Linked DNA regions of Sus scrofa: all the other regions are linked to region 3. Evidence: chromatin contacts called from public HiChIP or PLAC-seq data. All regions are on one chromosome and are shown on one strand. Each heading gives the region's core, a stretch centred on a gene start, on an enhancer-like site or on the middle of the called end of the contact. The rest is flanking DNA. Distances are from core to core; before and after follow the strand shown. Region 1 overlaps PARD3 (partitioning defective 3 homolog). Region 2 overlaps PARD3 (partitioning defective 3 homolog). Region 3 overlaps CREM (cAMP-responsive element modulator).

What was found. HiChIP or PLAC-seq counts read pairs in DNA pulled down with a chosen protein or histone mark.
Region 1: an H3K27ac HiChIP or PLAC-seq map of skeletal muscle shows a contact between it and region 3. The contact joins two enhancer-like sites. A contact is called at or near these places in 2 of 47 Hi-C or Micro-C datasets (mesenteric adipose tissue and retroperitoneal adipose tissue) and 1 of 2 datasets of contacts at active chromatin or transcription factors (skeletal muscle).
Region 2: an H3K27ac HiChIP or PLAC-seq map of skeletal muscle shows a contact between it and region 3. The contact joins two enhancer-like sites. A contact is called at or near these places in 11 of 47 Hi-C or Micro-C datasets (embryonic fibroblasts, epiblast stem cells, fetal skeletal muscle and 7 more) and 1 of 2 datasets of contacts at active chromatin or transcription factors (skeletal muscle).

What each region holds. Positions count from the first base shown.
Region 1 is chr10:57,503,068-57,505,767 of Sscrofa11.1, forward strand. The region is part of intron 1 of PARD3 (partitioning defective 3 homolog); the gene reads right to left. Among named protein-coding and RNA genes, the nearest start is that of PARD3, 96 kb to the right of the region's middle. Within about 2 kb of position 1,369, at least 28 of the 83 cell types and tissues checked have an H3K27ac peak or open chromatin away from gene starts, as enhancers often do. A contact at or near this core is called in skeletal muscle, where this site is marked.
Region 2 is chr10:57,459,308-57,462,007 of Sscrofa11.1, forward strand. All of the region lies in intron 2 of PARD3 (partitioning defective 3 homolog), which reads right to left. Among named protein-coding and RNA genes, the nearest start is that of PARD3, 140 kb to the right of the region's middle. Within about 2 kb of position 1,339, at least 3 of the 83 cell types and tissues checked have an H3K27ac peak or open chromatin away from gene starts, as enhancers often do. A contact at or near this core is called in skeletal muscle, where this site is marked.
Region 3 is chr10:57,891,051-57,893,750 of Sscrofa11.1, forward strand. CREM (cAMP-responsive element modulator) reads left to right here. Exons shown (of 8, transcript XM_021064986.1): 7 at 51-207. Among named protein-coding and RNA genes, the nearest start is that of CREM, 63 kb to the left of the region's middle. Within about 2 kb of position 1,356, at least 11 of the 83 cell types and tissues checked have an H3K27ac peak or open chromatin away from gene starts, as enhancers often do. A contact at or near this core is called in skeletal muscle, where this site is marked.

The sequences.
Region 1 (2,700 bases), core at 119-2,618, 390 kb before region 3:
GGTGCGGCCCTATAAAGATAAAAAAATAAAAAATAAAATAAAGTAAAAACTAAAATGTATTAGGTATCAATCAGATCAGAGTAATTAGTCTTTGGCTTTATTAGGTCAAGAAAAGTTTTAAACTTCCCACTTAGCACAGCTCGTTTCCCTGCTTGGAGGGGAAAAAAAACCCAAGGCCCTCATAAATGTTGCATTAGCCTAGTACACTGTTTTAAAACATGCTCAAGTATTGACCACAGTGATGCAGCAGAGGCCCTGAAGGTGCTGGCTTGGTAACTCCGCAGGGACACAGGACCTGGACAGGGCTGCTTCCTCCTGGGGCGGGGAATGGGGGGCCTGTCTTACACTCTAAATACAGGGCAGAGGGGGCCACCGTAGAGTGTTTGACTCTCAAGTTCCTGTGTCTGTTACTTCCAGGGCGATGGCTCTGGGACTGCTACTAAAACCCAGAGCCACCAGCAGAGGGCACTCTGGAGCAGAGGTTCCTTTCCTCCACAAAGGGAAAGAGTCCTGCACCCCAACAAGGCAGAAACGCCTTCTTAACTGAAACTTCATATTCAGCATGGGAACAGATTAATCAGAAATTAGAAGCCGCTCACGTGTTCATGAGAAAAAGGCAATTGGAAAGATGCTGCAAAACAAACCCAACAGCATTTAAAATATCCCTCCTTATAAAACACTTCTGCAGGGGGGGGAAACAAACTATGCAGAGCATTCGGAAGCTGTACCATGGTCTACAAAGCCACGCAGTTAAAATGTCCCTCCAAATCACGCCCAGGTGTAACGGTTTGTACGACCATCCACTCTCTTGTAATGACACAGAGGGTGCTATTCATTCCCCCTTTGGTTCTCCTAGATGACTAATTTTTTAAAGGTCATACATTTCTCTATTTGCTAGCAACATGTTTCTAAACTGATTAGTCAATTTCTAAATTTCCTTGTAAAAATTAAACAATATGTAAGACACTGCCCTGTTCCTAACCTCCATAAATTATTTTAAATAATTTGATTACTGTCACAGTAAACATAGCATATAGAACCACAGGAAATACTACAGTGAAATAATATGCATATATTATCTTAATTTACGTATGCATATGTAAGTTAAATTGGCCACATACCGTGAGACGTTTTTGTTCGTTACTGCTATGCCCAGTTACTGCCCCTCAAGGCAGAGCACCATGGTGAGGGGTGGGGAAGGGCGCCTGGGGAAGTCAGCCCGGCCGGAGGCATTTCCGGAACCCCTGCAACATCCCCAGGGTTCTGGATGTCCTGATCCAAGGGACAAAGACGTGCTGCGGAGCAAGTGCCCCAGCAGGAAAATGCCAAGGCTCTGAATCAGCCTCATGAGCTAAGTGGCTTCGGAGGTTCCTCAATTGGAAGGGAGCTGCTTCAGCACAAGGCAGAGCGTCCCGGAGGTAGCGCCCAGGCTCTGAACCTCGCTGGAGCCAACTCCTGACCCTGTCTCTGCCTTCCTTCCCTCGGCTGAGAAATGGAACAAGAAAGAGTCCCCAACGCACAGAGCAGTTAAACTGATGAAAGCAGTGGAAACCTTCAAAGCAGTTAAAAGAGCTCAGGGCATTTAGGCACCGCTCAGCCAGTTTAGCTACTATTGTTATAGCCAGGATGTTCCAAAAAAGTCCCTTCCTCAACTGTGTGGAGTATTGTACATTGTCAAACCTCCCCTTTGAGGGGCACAGCTCTATACAGTCAATCTATTCAAAACGGAGGGAGGGTGTGCGGAGGGCGTCCTCTATACATCATCCGAAATACCTGGGGAGCTTTCTTAACTGCTCTCCGCCCCCCACCTCGGACCCACTCTTCTGGAAACCAACACTGTGAGCTCTCCCACCTCCCACAAGGGTAGTGACTGCACAACAAGGTTCTCTGCAACCCAGAAGAGTATCTGCTTGGGGTGGGCTGAGTCTACTGTCACGGTTTAAAAAGAAACCCTCTGTTCCCCCTGTTTGCGGCCATGCAGTAGCTAAATGCAGCATCTAAGCATCAACTTCTCGAGACTGAGATTTGGTCCAAGTTCCTCCCAGCTTGAAGGGTCAGTATATAGATCATCAATTAGCACCTCGTGGACTTATGCCTCAGTTTAACCAGCAGCAGCCAAGTGTTTCTGAGCCAGATGCAGTGCAACTTCCCAAAGCTCCCTAAAGCTCTCAGTGATAACTATTTTTATATACTTAGGAGCTAGTAGTTTCCTAAAACAAAAGCTGTTCTCTCTTAGCCATACGAGAAAGGCCAGGACTGTTTGTACAGCGCCCTCCCTGAGCCCGGACCTGGGAGGGGCCTCTCCCACAAACACAGGGTCCCGGAGTCCTCATGGCGGGCAGCTTCCTATGGGTTTCTGCAGACTAGGACTCAGCTCTAGTCCCTGCTGTGCTGATAACTAGCTGCTCGAGCTCGGGCAATTCCAAGGCCTGGCCTTTCCCATCTGTAATCACAGAGAGGCGGCACCAGACCAAGGGCCCCACTCCCTTAGCACGGTACCATGCTGAGCCACAAAAACCAGACGACCCGCTCCCCCTTCACACAGCCTGCCGGGTTCGGCCGGTGTTCGGAAAAGTCACATTTAAACACCTTGGCGCAGAGGGACATGTGTGTGATTGGGTCACTTTGCTGTACCACAGAACTTGAAGAAACACTAAATCAACTCTACTTAAATAATATTAAACAAATAATTTTTAATTT
Region 2 (2,700 bases), core at 89-2,588, 430 kb before region 3:
CATACCTGGGAGGTGCCAGGCAGGGCACACGCTTAAAAGACATGGTGTCATCCTTGTCATCCACAAAACTCTCCTCTTTCCACTGTTTTTCCAAAAAGAGTGCTTTTAATATATTTATATCAATGTCTGTATCAATAGCAAATGCAATCAAAACCTTTTTCTTAGCCAAATTACTGGCTGCTCCACCCATCCTTCCAGATGAGGCTATTAAGAGCATCATCCCAAGTGAACCTTTCTCTGAAAATATTAAAGACTTTTTCCTAAGCACTTCTGGGTTCTCAAGTACTCTCTGTCCTACTCTCGGGAACGGCTTAGAGAGAATCTGCAGACAGTTCAGAACCGCCTCATCAATTATGTAAATGTTTACATGTGCTTAGACAAATAGAGAGCCCAAAAGAAGGAAGGGCATCTTTCCGCAAAGGTGTCCTACCGAGCAGGGGCACAAGCTAAGTAAAACCACAGCTGCCAGGGAAATCATGTTTTAAAGAAAACCTGCCTGGAGGAGTTTCCCGTATTAATATCATCTGTGCAAGTGATTAATAATAAAGATCTCAGCCTGTCTTTATGAAAATAGAGAGAGCAATGCAAACCAGTCAGAGGATAATCACACTCACAGAGTCTCGTGAAGCACCTAATTTACTTCTAAATGTACTTCTAAATAAAAGCCAATCCTCCAAAAACCCCGGTTGAAGTATAGGAGGTATATTACTCAGGCCCTAATGATTTCTTAAATCCCTAGCATGCGTGTTCATGCACCATAGACTAATTAATTACGTGGCTAGTCAAGTAGCAAGAAACTGCTCGTCACTCTTTGCCAACACAATACAGTATCTAAGACCCTCAACTGGCTTTTTGTCACAGGACAGGAGTTAAGGCAGTATCACTACCAGACTCTAGATGGCGGTAGAGGAATGAGTCAACAAGATTCAACAGCTACTCAAGTTTCAACAGCTACTCTTCACCCACTACCATCTGTCCACTGAGGGCTCCTCCTTTGCTGTTGTTCTGCTCCTGGGCTTAATTACCTTCCCCTCGCCCTTAAAGGCAGGAAGAGGGGGAATAGGGCACACACACATAAATGGGATTGAGGGTTTTCGAAACTAAAGATGGAAGTTTTGAACCAGACTTTTGTTTGGAACTAATCTGAAACCAGACCTTGATCTGCATATCCAACAACAAAAACATCTGCCCCAGATCTTTCAGAAGCAATCTACAAATATAATTAACTATAAATAGCTAGCCCAGGAGTTCCCTGGTGATGCAGAGGGTTAAGGATCTGGCATGGTCACTTTTGCAGCTTGGGTTACGGCTGTGGCATGGGTTTGATTCCTGGCCCAGGAAATTCTACATGCTGCGGGTACAGCCCAAATAAATAAATAAATAGCACATAGCAATTACTGACATCTAGGCTGAGAAACGGATTTGGAAATCCAAGAAGAGAATCCAAACGTTAAAATGAACCAATCATTAAGGGCAAACCAGCCAGAAGAAACCATCTTTGTTAACTTAATGCTGACAGGTCAGAAATTAGAATTCAATATCTAAAGAAAAAAGGGGTTGTGCTCCAAGTGTCATTCCAGTTTCTTAAAATGAATCAATACCCAGAGCAAGCAGGGCTGGCGAGATCACTGGCTATGCCAACAGCAGCATGACAGCCTGGGGCTGCAGTGGTGTCACTTAATTCATTCCTAAGCCAAGAGAACATGATGCAAAGAGATTATTTTTATCTGCCGCCTCTGACACTGAAAAATGCATAAGGATCTCAGATGACTTTGCATCTAGTGTATTTGAGATATATTTGCAGCAGATAATTCTAAGCATCAATGTGCTCACATGTGGGTGGCACAGGACAAAGCCAGGGCGCCCCCCCCCCTCTAGTCCAGTCCAGTTGGATGTACCCAACTGGACTGACAGCTGAATGTCCAGCCTCAGGGCTATGGTCTTGGCAAACGAAGCTGAAAATGTAAAACTGAGCAACCATAGCTCATGTTTATTCTTAACTCCCACAGGAAATACATGTATATTATGCTGACTTTGTTAAAGTAATGAATCATAATAAGCTCCGTCCTCAGCAGGAGAAATTACCTGCTGCTTTAATGTTCTAAGGTCCCACAGAAGGGAGTGAGGGGGAGGGATTGAGTTTCTGAAAGCCAGGGAAAGAAGGGGATGCCTTGTTCACAGCCCTCACCTAGAGTGACAGATGCATCAATGAAGGCCAGGGCAGACCCAGCTAAACAGCATCTCAGGCAAATTTCCTGGCCATAATAAAAAAGTTCTGTTTCAAAACACCATCCTGTGTTGACCCCGTCCCTTCCCAGTACTGAAGGGTCTGCACTGGGATTTTGCCCGTGCTTTGCAGGTGCCAGCCTCCTGCTCGCCCTGCTCCTCCAACATCCCATGGCTGTCTGGGTTAAAGGATCTATCACTGTTCACAGCCACGTGTGTAACTTAAAGAGAAAGCAAAATCTAGTAAGAGCTGAGAGAGACAGACAGACAATTCTCTTCCTCCAAACCTAGTTTTAGGGAATTTAAAGGTCTCTGGGGGAGTTCCCGTCGTGGCACAATGGTTAACAAATCCGACTAAGAACCACGAGGTTGCAGGTTCGATCCCTGCCCTTGCTAAGTGGGTTAATGATCCGGCATTGCTGTGAGCTGTGGTGTAGGTTGCAGACACGGCTCGGATCCTGCGTTGCTGTGGCT
Region 3 (2,700 bases), core at 106-2,605:
ATCAAGTGGTAAATTGTTTAAATAACTTGTGGTATTTTATTTCATTGCAGCTGCCACTGGTGACATGCCGACTTATCAGATCCGAGCTCCGACTACTGCTTTGCCTCAGGGAGTGGTGATGGCTGCCTCTCCGGGAAGCCTGCACAGCCCCCAGCAACTAGCAGAGGAGGCAACACGCAAACGAGAGCTGAGGCTAATGAAAAACAGGTAAGACATTTCGTGAGAAACCGCAACCACTTAGGGGTTATAATTTATTATCGTGGGGCTTTTTAAAAACTGCTTATCCTCAGCTATTTCTCCCAAGTTTTGTGTTTTGTGGCATTTTGTGTGGGTTTGTGCTTTGTGTGTGCTGCTGGTAGTCTTCTAATCAGAGTTTCAGCCATGAAACTACTTTATCAGCAGGAGGTATATCCTTATACATTTTAGGCTAATGTCTAAAAGGTACATTAATTTTTTTAATGATAATGGAAGGACTTTATTACAAATATTCATTTTGTACTCGGTATTTGCTTTGTGAAGTAGGTGATAAGTGTAGTTTTTTAAAATTTTATTTTATGGCCACATTCGTGGTATATGGAAGTTCCCAGTCCAGGGATTGAATCCTGGCCATATTTATGGCAGTGCTGGATCCTTTAACTCCCTAGGCCCGGCCAGGATCAAACCTGCACCTCTGCAGAGACCCCAGTCACTGCAATTGGATTCTTAACCCACTGAGCCACAGTGGGAACTCCTGATAAGTATAATTTTTTAGCTTCTTTTAAGCAGAATAAATTGGAGGTGAGTTTAGATTTTTCTATGTCCATTACATGTAGTTTTATCTGTTTTGTAACTTTGTTTTTTCTCTATTATACTGAGAAAAAAACAAAATTTTCCATATCTAGTCTGAAAAATTCTGGCTGAGTACCAATACAAAGCAAGAGGAAGAAATAAAATTACCCGCAGCCCCGGCACAGAGAGAGAGACACCTCCTACGGCACGTACACTTCTGGTTCCCTGTCTCATTTTCTCACACATTTCATTGGCTAGAAATAGCTAAGAGAATCCCTAGCTGCATGGGATTCTGAGAAGGGTCTATGTTAGCTTCCAGATTTCAGTTTCAGAGCAGAGCAAGAGAGAAGCAGATGATAAATGGCTACTAGATCGCTCAGTGTCTGTTGAGCCGGTTTTCAGCGATTGTGGCTTCCATTTCTTTAGCTTGCACGTGACTTGCACATGAGAACAGGTCTGGTTATTCTCCTTACTTCACAGAGGAGGAACTGAGGCTCAGAGAGGTCAGGTAACAAGCTGATTAAGATCACGCAGCCCAAACTGGACAGAGCCTGGAACTAGAAGCAGGCCGTCTTTACCCAGAGGCCACACTGTGCCACACAGGAGTCACCTTGGAGACACAGCGGGGTCAGCTGCAGATTTAGCTTCCCAGAGAGTGTGTTGGATTTATTCATTAACGTGAAAGACCTCTCATGCGTTCTCTTTTTGGAAGGAATAAATTATTTGGCTGGCATTCATAATAGATACTGAAGTGTATTTCTCCGACCCAGCAACAGCCTTTATTTCTCTACCAACCTGCTCAGCTTTTCCACTTTGCTGTGTATTTCCTCCCCATGCTAAGGAGGCATCCAGACCCATGCAAGCCCTGAAGACCGAGCTCACTATTAATAGAAGAAACAGGTGTTTTCCATCGCTCAGGCCTCCTTAGGAATGTGACCGTCCAGAGCTCTGTGCTTAGAGCATTTTGACTCGTGACTTGCAGGCAGGCACATGAAATATGGAGTCTGGGTATTTACAGTAAATAGTACAGCTTGGTAAATAAGATTTTAAAAATTAGACATCCCGCCACACTGCTCTTCAATATTTAAAACTTTGTTTAATGGTTAACCTGTTGTGTAAAGAGACTGTCTTCCTTCCAGATCTAGAATTTAATAGAATGATTCCATCATGAAACCTTCGGTGTTTTAGTTCCTCTGTAGAAGAGCTGAATTACATTCCCAAACTGACAAATGTTTACGTGTACTTGGATTTATTCTTGACTTTGCCCCACGCATCATTGACATTGAGTTCATCTTTTTAAATCAGACTCGGTTCACTTTTACACTGTCAATTTTTCTGAGCCCCGGTGGAGAAGTCGGAGAACCTTGTGAGTTTACAGGGTGACGGCATTGTTCTCGGCTGGGAAGCAGGGCTTGAGCTTTTCCTGCAGTTCATTGGGATTTCAAGACCTCTCCTCTGCAGAGAAAACACTGATAACCAGCTGTTAGTGAGGGTGAGCTATCCTAAAAATAAAGCAGAACGGGCCAGATGTGGTGCACATGTCCCTCCTGGTTCAGAGTTAGAGCATTCAGCACACCTTTGTTGATGTATGTTTAAGTTATCTATTGCAATGCAGGCTTTTTGCTGTGATGAGTAGCCCAAAGGCAGTTATTGTCAAGGGTATACTCCAAAATAAAGCTGTTATCAGAGGGTATATTCTACAGAGGAGTTAAACCGTGCAGTTACCACCCCCCCTCTCACCCACCCCACCCCCCAAAAAAGGAGCAAGAGCAAATGTCTGTATCTGTTGGTTTGGGCGGGGTTATGCGTGGAGATGACTAACTCGGCTCATCTGTTTATTCGTGTGCGCTGCTTTGGCTGCTGGTCTGGGCTTTCTTGGGGCGCATCTGCAATGCTTTAAATCCCAGGAATCGGTTAGCGGATGTGTGTCTC